Regions from separate parts of the Pan troglodytes genome. Here region 1 is linked to region 2. The links are chromatin contacts, called in public Hi-C maps. All regions are on one chromosome and are shown on one strand. The core of a region is the stretch at or near the end of the contact, and the rest is flanking DNA. Distances in the headings are between cores, read along the strand shown. Region 1 holds the start of ZNF277 (zinc finger protein 277). Region 2 overlaps DOCK4 (dedicator of cytokinesis 4).

Region 1 (4,343 bases), core at 1,642-4,141, 440 kb before region 2:
CAAAGTTTGTGACAATATGGGGGAAAGAACACTCATATACTACAGGTGGCAATGTATGCTGAATATATTTTAAGAGGAAAGTCTGGCATCTGTCAAAATTTTAAACTTGCATAACCTTTGATCCAGCAATTTTCTCCCAAAATATACAACCAGTGGGCAAGAATATATGTACATAAAGTTGTTCATTGCAACATTACTGAAAAACTAAAGTCACACTATATGTTCATTTAAAGAATGGCACAATCATATTTTGGAATATGATGGGCACAGTCCTTAAAAAAAAAGGAAACAAATGTACTGACGTGGAAGGGTTTCTATGATAGACTGCTGAAAGAAAAAAGAAGGTTGCAGATCTTTCAGTTTATATAGATTATCCCTTTTTATTATAAAAATCAAATCATAGGCCGGGCGCGGTGGCTTACGCCTGTAATCCCAGCACTTTGGGAGGCCGAGACAGGCGGATCACGAGGTCAGCAGATCGAGACCTCCTGGCTAACACGGTGAAACCCCGTCTCTACTAAAAATACAAAAAACTAGCCGGGCGTGTTGGCTGGCGCCTGTAGTCCCAGTTACTCGGGAGGCTGAGGCAGGAGAATGGCGTGAACCTGGGAGGCGGAGCTTGCAGTGAGCCGAGATCGCGCCACTGCACTCCAGCCTGGTTGACAAAGCGAGACTCCGTCTCAAAAAAAAAAAAAAAAAAAAAAAAAAAAAAAAAAAAAAAAATCAAATCATACAGATGTGTGTCATATAAGAATATGGTGGTTTAACAGAATACGGATTGTAGGATTAAAAAAAAAAAAGAAGAAGAATATGTTGGAAAGAATATGTACCAAACTCTTATCACTTAATACTCGAGGAGTGGTACTGTGAGGTGAAGGAATTTTCATTTTTTTTACTTCATACACTTCTGAATGGTTTGAAGTGCTTTTAAAAACTTTTAAACTTGTAAAATTTAAAAATAAATATTTTTAAATATTTTACATTTTTGAAAGGCATATCCTTTTTTTTTGTTTTGTTTTTGATACAGAGTCTTGCTCTGCCTCCCAGGCTGGAGTGCAGTGGTGGATCACGGCTCACCACAACCTCCGCCTCCCGGGTTCAAGGGATTCTCCTGCCTCGGCCTCCCAAGTAGCTGGGACTACAGGCATCCGCCACCACGCCCGGCTAATTTTTGTATTTTTAGTAGAGACGGGGTTTCACCATATTGGCCAGGCTGGTCTCGAACTCCTGACCTTGTGATCCACTCGCCTCGGCCTCCCAAAGTGCTGGTATTACAGGGGTGAGCCACCGTGCCCGCCCATTTTTAAAAATAAGTTAGACTGTGAGATAAATTCACCAGTTTAGATCTTAAACTGGTAGCCCTCTGAACTTTGAAAATCTAGGAAATCGTAATAGTCTGTTACCATCAGATAGCCCAATATATAACCAACCCAAAAATAAACCATTAGGGTGTTAAATTCAATATTTAACTCAGGAGACTACCAAAGATTTGTTTGGTAGAGGTACTAAAATAATTTCAGAGTAGGGAGTTCCACTGTTGGGAAGTGGGAAAAAACTGCACTTCAACTCTGTGCCGCTGAGGTAAATATTTAAGATGATATCAATTTAACTGTGAAAGCAAAAACAAATAAACCGAAAAACAAAGTCGCAACAGTCTGAGAACTATATTTAAGCCCCAAACCATGTTCATCAGAAAAAGACAACTTGTGCTAAATTACACATCAAGACAAAAATGGGGTGGGGGGAATGGGGGAGGGATAGACTAAAGGTAAAAGAGTCCTAAACACAATCCACCTGCAGCTTTCAAAATTTGGTTTTTTATTCCTACAGTGGATCAGAGGACAACCTGAAAGTCAGGTACAGCCAAAGTTGTGATGGTTTTCAAAACCCTTTTCAAATGTTCTTTGAAGCCACGAGTGCAAATTATCTATCACTTTCCTTTTCTTTCTCTAAGGACCCAGAGACTGGGAAGATCTCTCAGGCTCCACATACAAATCTGGAGAACACCCAGAGCAGTTAACCATCTACAGGGAGGTTGTGAGATACACACACTTTCCCTTCAGAGGTCACCTCAGCCACAAACTGGGCAAATCTGTAGAGTGGAGAGCAGTGACCACCAGTCTGCGACTGGAAATACTCCGGAAGCTAAATAAAACACATCTGCGAGGTCAAACCAAGCAAACCAAGGCAGTGTACTGGTGAGGAAAAAGAGCTGCTAATCCCAAAGTTATAAACACACGCGCGCGAACCAGATCTGAACCAAACCCACTCAGCAGCTAGCTCAAAGCTGGGAGCTCCAAACCAGAAGACAAACGCTCAGGGAGCTTCCCCGGCGGAGGGGAAGGCCATTCCATGGCATTTTCTCCGCCATCCCATGGCATTTTCTCCGCCATCCCCGGGCAGCCCCAACCAAGTAGCCGCCACCGGCTCCAACCCATCCCGCTGGGCCACCACCCGTGGGGCCCAGTCGAACCCAGGTGGCCCCAGAGCTGAAGGGCTCCTAGGGTCAGACCAGAGGTCCGTTGCACACCCGGTCATAGAGAAAGGAAGACACATCAGCCGCGCCTCGGGGGCACCGTACTCACCCCCATAACCTACACCCCCGACTGTGCTGCAGCTCCCATCACGGTCTTCCTGCATTCGGGCGACAGGCCCCTGGGTCTTGGAAGCAGCCATTACCCGGCAGAAAAGAAAAGGGAGGGCCGCAGGGCGGGTCGGAGGCGGGGTGGCACCAATAGAAACGCTACTGGAGGCGAACTCCCCGTCGACGTAATGTTTTCTCCACACCTACGCCGCGCTCTGGACCAATAGGACGTAATCAGTAAAACTGAATCCCCGCCCCGAACCACAATTGCCGCGCCCACTTCCGGGATGGGGAGGCCAAGAACTACAATTCCCAGCGTGCTGCGGGGCCCTGGGACGGGAGGGCTGGACTAGGCGCTGGCGGGCGGGGGTGCGCCGGAGAGTGCCCCGGCGTGTTCGCTTAGTTCAGTGAATCAGAACAATGACTGCGCCGCCGGGTACCCGGGAGCGCGTCGGAGGACTGTGAGCAGCCGCCGCCGGGAGAGCTGCGGGCGGCGCAGTGTCAACGCTGGGCTCGGGAGCCTCCAGCGCAGATCCTGCCCAGCGCCCGCAGCCCGCGCGAAGCCGCTGGGCTCCGGCACTGCAGCGCTGCTCGGGGACTGTGCATTGTTGTGAGCCGGAGAAGGGGCGCGGGGATTACAAAGCCTGAAGACCCCGGAGCCCCTTTAGCCATGTGGATACCTACGGAGCACGAGAAATACGGCGTGGGTGAGTCTCCGCGGGGCGAACTTTTATTCTGCTCTGGCCCGAGCGAGTGCGCATTTCTCGTCCTTGCCCCCGCGCCCCTCTCGCTCCGCCCGGTTGAAAATGCCTAATCCTGGCATCGCGCAGCGGGTACGGGGCTTTGCCGAGCCAGCTCCAGGCAGAGGGCTGCGCACCAGGCTCTCGCCCCGCACCGCCTGCTCGGCGCGCCCCGCACTGGTTCCCGAAGCGCCGGGACAGCTTGGGGGAGCGCGCGGCCGGCCCGCTAGCTTCGGGCTCTGCCTGCGGAGTTTGGAGTGGCGACTGGGCGTGTGTGTGTGTGTGTGTGTGTGTGTGTGTGCGTGCGTTTGTGTGTGTATGTCAAGTTGGAAGAGGAGGCGAATGGGGTTTCTCTCCTTCCTTACCCTTCTTCCCCAAAGCGACAGGGAGCTGCAACGGTTCCTCTGGGTGGAGAGGGAGACAACAACACTCGGGCAGAGAGAACACCCCCAAAACAGTAGGGAGGCGCAAACCCTTCCCTCTGGCTCGAATCGACATTCCCGGAGTGTGGAATGTGGCAGGGTCCTGGAGAGAGCCGCTCTGACAGGCTGAGCCCTCTCTGACCCTCCTCCCTCTCTGCGATCCCGGATTTATGGGGTGTGTATGTTGCGGGGCGGGGGCATTGGTAAATTTCAACATCTGCGCCGCTCAGTTCTTTGGTCTTTGGAGAAGAACGGGTATTTCAGCAGTGTTTTTACTTCTGGCCACCCTCTCGACCCCGGGTGAGCGCAGTGGGGGCGGTGTGGCGGTACAGGGCTGCTGAGTGATAAATGGGGAGGGGGATCGGAAAGCCTGGTTCTTGGGGGCAGGGAGATAGCTTTTAGGAAAGCGTACCCTGACACTGGCGTTCGGAGAAAAAGGAACAGGATAGCTCTCGCTGTTCTGTGTAAAGGTGAACAACAAAGGACATTAATGTTGACTGATGAATACAGGAGTCTCCCTTCCTTTTCCTCCTCCCATTTCAGGCGGGTTACAGTTCCCGTTTTTGTTGTTTGATTTCAGCTGGGTCGCCCCTTGAC
Region 2 (4,812 bases), core at 131-2,630:
GGAGTGCTCCCTAACCAAGCAGATTTCTGGTGCCCAGCTCAGGAATTCTGACTCAGTTGGTCTGGGAGGAGGTCCTAAAATCAGCTTTTTTGTAACAATTCTAATGCTGGTGGTTCTTAGACCAGTCTTTGAGAACTCCTGGCTGAAGTCAGTCCTCTTATTCATTTATGTTGAACCAATTGTGGGAATCTTGGGATGTTTATTTTCACGTAAAGTTCAATGAATAAAGAATACATAATGAACAGAGAAAAGGAGTTCCTGAAGACAGAGAACAGTTGGGTAGACTGCTGGTACGTTGGGTAAGTTATGTGCCATCTTTGCTGCTTGTTCTTGCTAGAACAGTGTGTAATTAGAACTTCTCAGGACTCCGAGTAAAACCAAATTTTGGATTCTTTGTGTGTGTTGAGTTCTCTGCTCTCAGTAGTTCCAACACGCCTTCCTACTTCAGCACCCTCAGCCAGAAAGGGACAAGGTTTCTCATAGCCCCACTGCAGAAAAGAGGCAAGATTGTTCAGTAGATAGAGTCTGCCCCTTTCTTTGCAAACAATGACATAGTGACACCCCCCCCAGTTAGTATTTCATATCTAAACAAAGAATGCAAAATTAGCTTATTTTTGTGAGTTAATTGGCTTAGCATTTTTCATCACAGATGTTCCCTGCTTAAGCTAGGAAATGTGCTCCTAACACGATTGTCTCATGTTAACTCACTTGGTCAGCTCTGCCGGTGTCAGTTCCCAGTACTCCCCGAAGTATTTCCAGGGATCATTCACAACCGAGAGGAGATCAGAAGGGGAAGGTTTTGCAGAGTTATGACAGGATTGAATAAAGAGCAGTCCCTTGTGCCCAGAGATTTGATGGGCTAAATATCAAGGCAAGGAGGCCACTGGAAAACAACAATGGGATAGTATTAAAAAGATCCATGATCATGTTCTTGTTTTTTCTGGAAACTTATTCTTTGTGCCTTCCAAAATCAATTAAAGAAGATATAGCTAGTTGATGATATAGTTCTTCTTGCAGTTGCTTTTAGTGACAACATAGTCAGAAATCACTGAAATCAGGCAATTGACTTGTTCAAAGTCACCTTCTAGTTACCGGTAGCTCCAGTCCTAGAACTCACATTTTCTGCCTCCTTCTCCATTGTTTTTTCCACCGTACTACATTTCCTTGTGGCTGTCACTTTAAATCTGTATCAGTGGTGCAGCAATCTCCCTAAAAAATAATAATAATAAATCTGGCTCCTGATTCCTCTGCTTTATAGCCCTCAGAATCTGGCTCCAAACCGCCCTCCAGAAGCCTCATCTCCACCACAACCCACTCACCCCTCCTCCCTCTCAGCCTCCGCGACACTCAGCTTCTCTCTTCCTCTCCCGCCAAGCCCTTTCGCAAGCCGCTCCTCCTGCCAGCGCTGCTACCCCCACTCTCCTCCTGGCAAACTCCTACTCACTCCTCAGAATGCAGCTCACGCGTCGCCCCCTCTGAGAACTGCTGTCCTCCTCCCCCAGGCTGGCGTGTGTGCCTGCATCCCCCTCTGTTGGCCCCCAGAGCCTTGAACATCCCTTTCTCTTCACTCTGAGCTCTTATTCATCTGCTTACCTCCCTGTCACCACCAGAACACTGCGAGCTCTTGTCACAGGATCTCTGCCCTATTCATCTCGGCACAGCTTGGCTGGCTCAAAGAAACTCTTCCATTTTTTTTTGTTGTTGTGGTTTGAGTAAATGGCACTATTTCAGGAATTTTGTAAAGTGTATTATCCTCTTGGGAATACACTTGGTTTAAGTAAGAAAGATGAGGCGTAGATACTAAAACCTGGTTGACAAAAAAGAAACGTGTCATCAACAGCAGCTCATACCAAAGGCAGCATGGTTTCACATGTCCTGGGGTTGCTCGTCCCGGCCAGAGGAAGCCCTGGCTCTAAAATACAGATTTGCCTCTATTAACAGCAGTTCAAACAAGCACAAGAAAATGTGGCACCGTAGATTTAGCAACTGACAAGGAGTCAGAGGTCCTAGTGGGTAGGTTCTAATGCTGGCTCTATCGGTAGTGTAGCTTTTGAGCAAGTCACATTGCTGCTTTAAGACCTAGTGTCTTCAAAAAAAAAGTAATTTTTTTGAGATGGAGTCTCGCTCTGTCGCCCAGGCTGGAGTGCAGTGGGGCGATCTCGGCTCACTGCAAGCTCCACCTCCCAAGTTCACGCCATTCTCCTGCCTCAGCCTCCCAAGTAGCTGGGACTACAGGTGCCCGCCACCACGCCCGGTTAATTTTTTTGTATTTTTAGCAGAGACGCAGTTTCACCATATTAGCCAGGATGGTCTTGATCTCCTGACCTCATGATCTGCCTGCCTCGGCCTCCCAAAGTGCTGGGATTACAGGCGTGAGCCACCGTGCCCGGCTGTGTCCTCATCCTTAACATAGATCATGCTGTGTGGTTCCTAAAGCCTTTGCTTCCCTTAGGACTCTTATTCTAATCTTACGTTGACAGGCTGATACATTGACTGGCTGACCCTTCTAGATATAAGTGGTTAGATGTTAAGGAGTGAAGAGAGTGTGAATTAGAATTTTGGAGAAATAGCAAAGAAAATAACATGATATAGCCTATTTTTGTATTTTTAAGCTTGCTGTTTGAAGTAGGAGCTCATTTATTCCACATGGAAAAAAGTTTGATGACATACAGTGGAATTGTTAAAATCAGCTTCAGCAGTCTCTCACTGTGATAGTTTCATGAGTGCTTGAATGAAGACTAAAGAAAGGCTGACAGGAATAAGCAAAGCCTGGTAACAGTGACCGACAAACACTAGTCATGGAAGTAGCTAGAAAGAAGGACAACTTGGGAGACTTAATGTGTTTTGTGTTTTGTAGAGTCTCTGGGTGGAGAGAACGTCATTATACTTGGTGCAGAGTTTGCCTGGCATCTCTCGCTGGTTTGAAGTGGAAAAGCGTGAAGTGGTAAGGATCAGAGCTTATTCTCAAGCACTTTCTCATCACAGTTGTTCACTTGGAGTTGTGCCGTATATTCATTACTTCTCCTTTGACCCAGATTCTCTGGAAGCACTCATAGTAAAATAGTGAATGTTTATGGTCTTGACCGCTATTACCAAGGCTGAGAAGGTGAATATTAATATTATCCTAATGTGTCCAGATGGAGGGATTCCTTGAAAACAACTCAATTTGCTACATGTAAAAAAACTATTCAGGCCCTTGAGTTAGAAGACTTGGAATTCCAGCTCTCCTAATTACTATAGCTGTATGACCTTCAGTGCTTAGTGTATCATACCAGTGCTAATACTACCTGCTTTATCTTATTTAATCATCATATCAAAGCTATGAGGTATATATTCTTATTCCTGGCTTTGCAATTTTTGACAAGAGGTCAAAATACTTTGCCAAAGATCACATAGCAAGATGTTGAAGAGAGACTCCAACCCAGATATTTCTGATTCCAAAGCCAATTATATTACTCTCTTCTAGCAGTAGGTTTCTTACAGGCTGAAGGAGGCTAATGTCAAGTCTCTGCACAGTGCCCGATGCACAGTAAGTCCCTGTTGTTACAGTTCCCAGTAGAAAGGATGGCAGCGTATTAGTCTCACTGAGCAGTCCTGGGTGGAGCACCCACTGTAGATCAGTGGGTGCCACTGTAGAACCTGGTAACCACAGCTCTCAAGAGCCCTCCGGTTGTAAAATGTGACCCCAGCTCCAGGCCCCAGTTGTGGAGAGCAGGGAGAGCAGCAGCTGAAGGCAGCCACATCCAGGGTGGGATCCCACCCAGCTGTCTGTGCTGTTCTTCCAGCGACAGCACCTCGATGTCAGCCATAGCCCTGCAGTCTCACAGCCTCCCTTGCTACATCCATTATAGCCATTTATTAACTTTATTTCACTTAGTGTGAATGTTCATTTGTTTCACTGCAGAAATAATAATGTGTTTGTTTTTGAGCCTGGGTCTCACCCTTTCATTACCATAGTTCTCTGATAGGAAGTGTGCCAATTGTGCAAATATAATGTAATTCATACCTTATTTAGGTCACAAGCCTATTCTGTCAATCCAGAAGAAAGAACAGCTCCTGACCAAATTGTTTTTCAAGAAATGTTTGTCTTACCTGGAATGTCTCAGCATTGAAACTACTCTCAGCCTATCATGTTCAATTAAGCTAAGGATTTAAAAATTAAAATTGAACTCTATTCAGCAGATTACATCAGTACAGTTGTATTCTTGTCCAGTCTGAGGTCCAGAGTCCCCAAAAGCTGGCTGCTTACATGTTGTGCCCTGGTACCTTCCATGGAAGTGGGGAGACCGCTAAACGCAGTGCTCAAAAAGTCTTATTATGCTTCCCGCTGAATGGCATGGGTCCAACTTGTAGAAGTGTTTTTAGTCATCCATGCTGCATTAATGATTCAGAGAGCCTTTAGCTACTTACTACCCAGAGCATTAAATCCTGTGAAGTCTCATCAATGGTCCTAGCCCTTGGAAATGTCATATACACATACAATGCTAATAAAAAATAGCATGCTGATAATGATAAAAGGAGCATTACTAAACACAACCTTTCAAACATCAGCTGCCTACTTTATTAGAATATGTAATCTTACGTTCTGTCAAATGGAACAAATCAAATTCAGCTGTTTTGTTCCCTGAACACAGCCCACTCTTAACAGCTTTTGTGTTTTTCTCTTGTTCTTGCTGCCTAGAATGTCCTCACTGTCGATTAAAGCTATTGGTTTCCTGGTTTAACTCCTAGTGTAGAAGGTCTTCAATAACAGGGACAGGTAGTAGGTGCTCAATACAAATACATCACGTTGAATTGAAATTCCTCATCTGC

The links. A called contact is a pair of places that touch in the nucleus more often than the background predicts.
Region 1: a contact with region 2 is called in a Hi-C map of stem cell-derived neural progenitor cells, with 7 times the contacts expected there. The contact joins the promoter of ZNF277 here to the enhancer-like site in region 2. A contact is called at or near these places in 1 of 7 Hi-C or Micro-C datasets (stem cell-derived neural progenitor cells) and 1 of 1 datasets of contacts at active chromatin or transcription factors (stem cell-derived excitatory neurons).

Annotation. Positions count from the first base shown.
Region 1 is chr6:127,579,363-127,583,705 of NHGRI_mPanTro3-v2.0_pri, reverse strand. It overlaps ZNF277 (zinc finger protein 277), which reads right to left and starts at 2,891. Exons shown (of 12, transcript XM_519316.7): 1 at 2,586-2,891. The coding sequence starts at 2,676. It overlaps DOCK4 (dedicator of cytokinesis 4), which reads left to right and starts at 2,909. Exons shown (of 52, transcript XM_519315.8): 1 at 2,909-3,291. The coding sequence starts at 3,255.
Region 2 is chr6:127,136,144-127,140,955 of NHGRI_mPanTro3-v2.0_pri, reverse strand. DOCK4 (dedicator of cytokinesis 4) reads left to right here. Exons shown (of 52, transcript XM_519315.8): 41 at 2,858-2,944. Among named protein-coding and RNA genes, the nearest start is that of IMMP2L, 190 kb to the right of the region's middle. Within about 2 kb of position 1,380, at least 14 of the 24 cell types and tissues checked have an H3K27ac peak or open chromatin away from gene starts, as enhancers often do. A contact at or near this core is called in stem cell-derived neural progenitor cells, where this site is marked.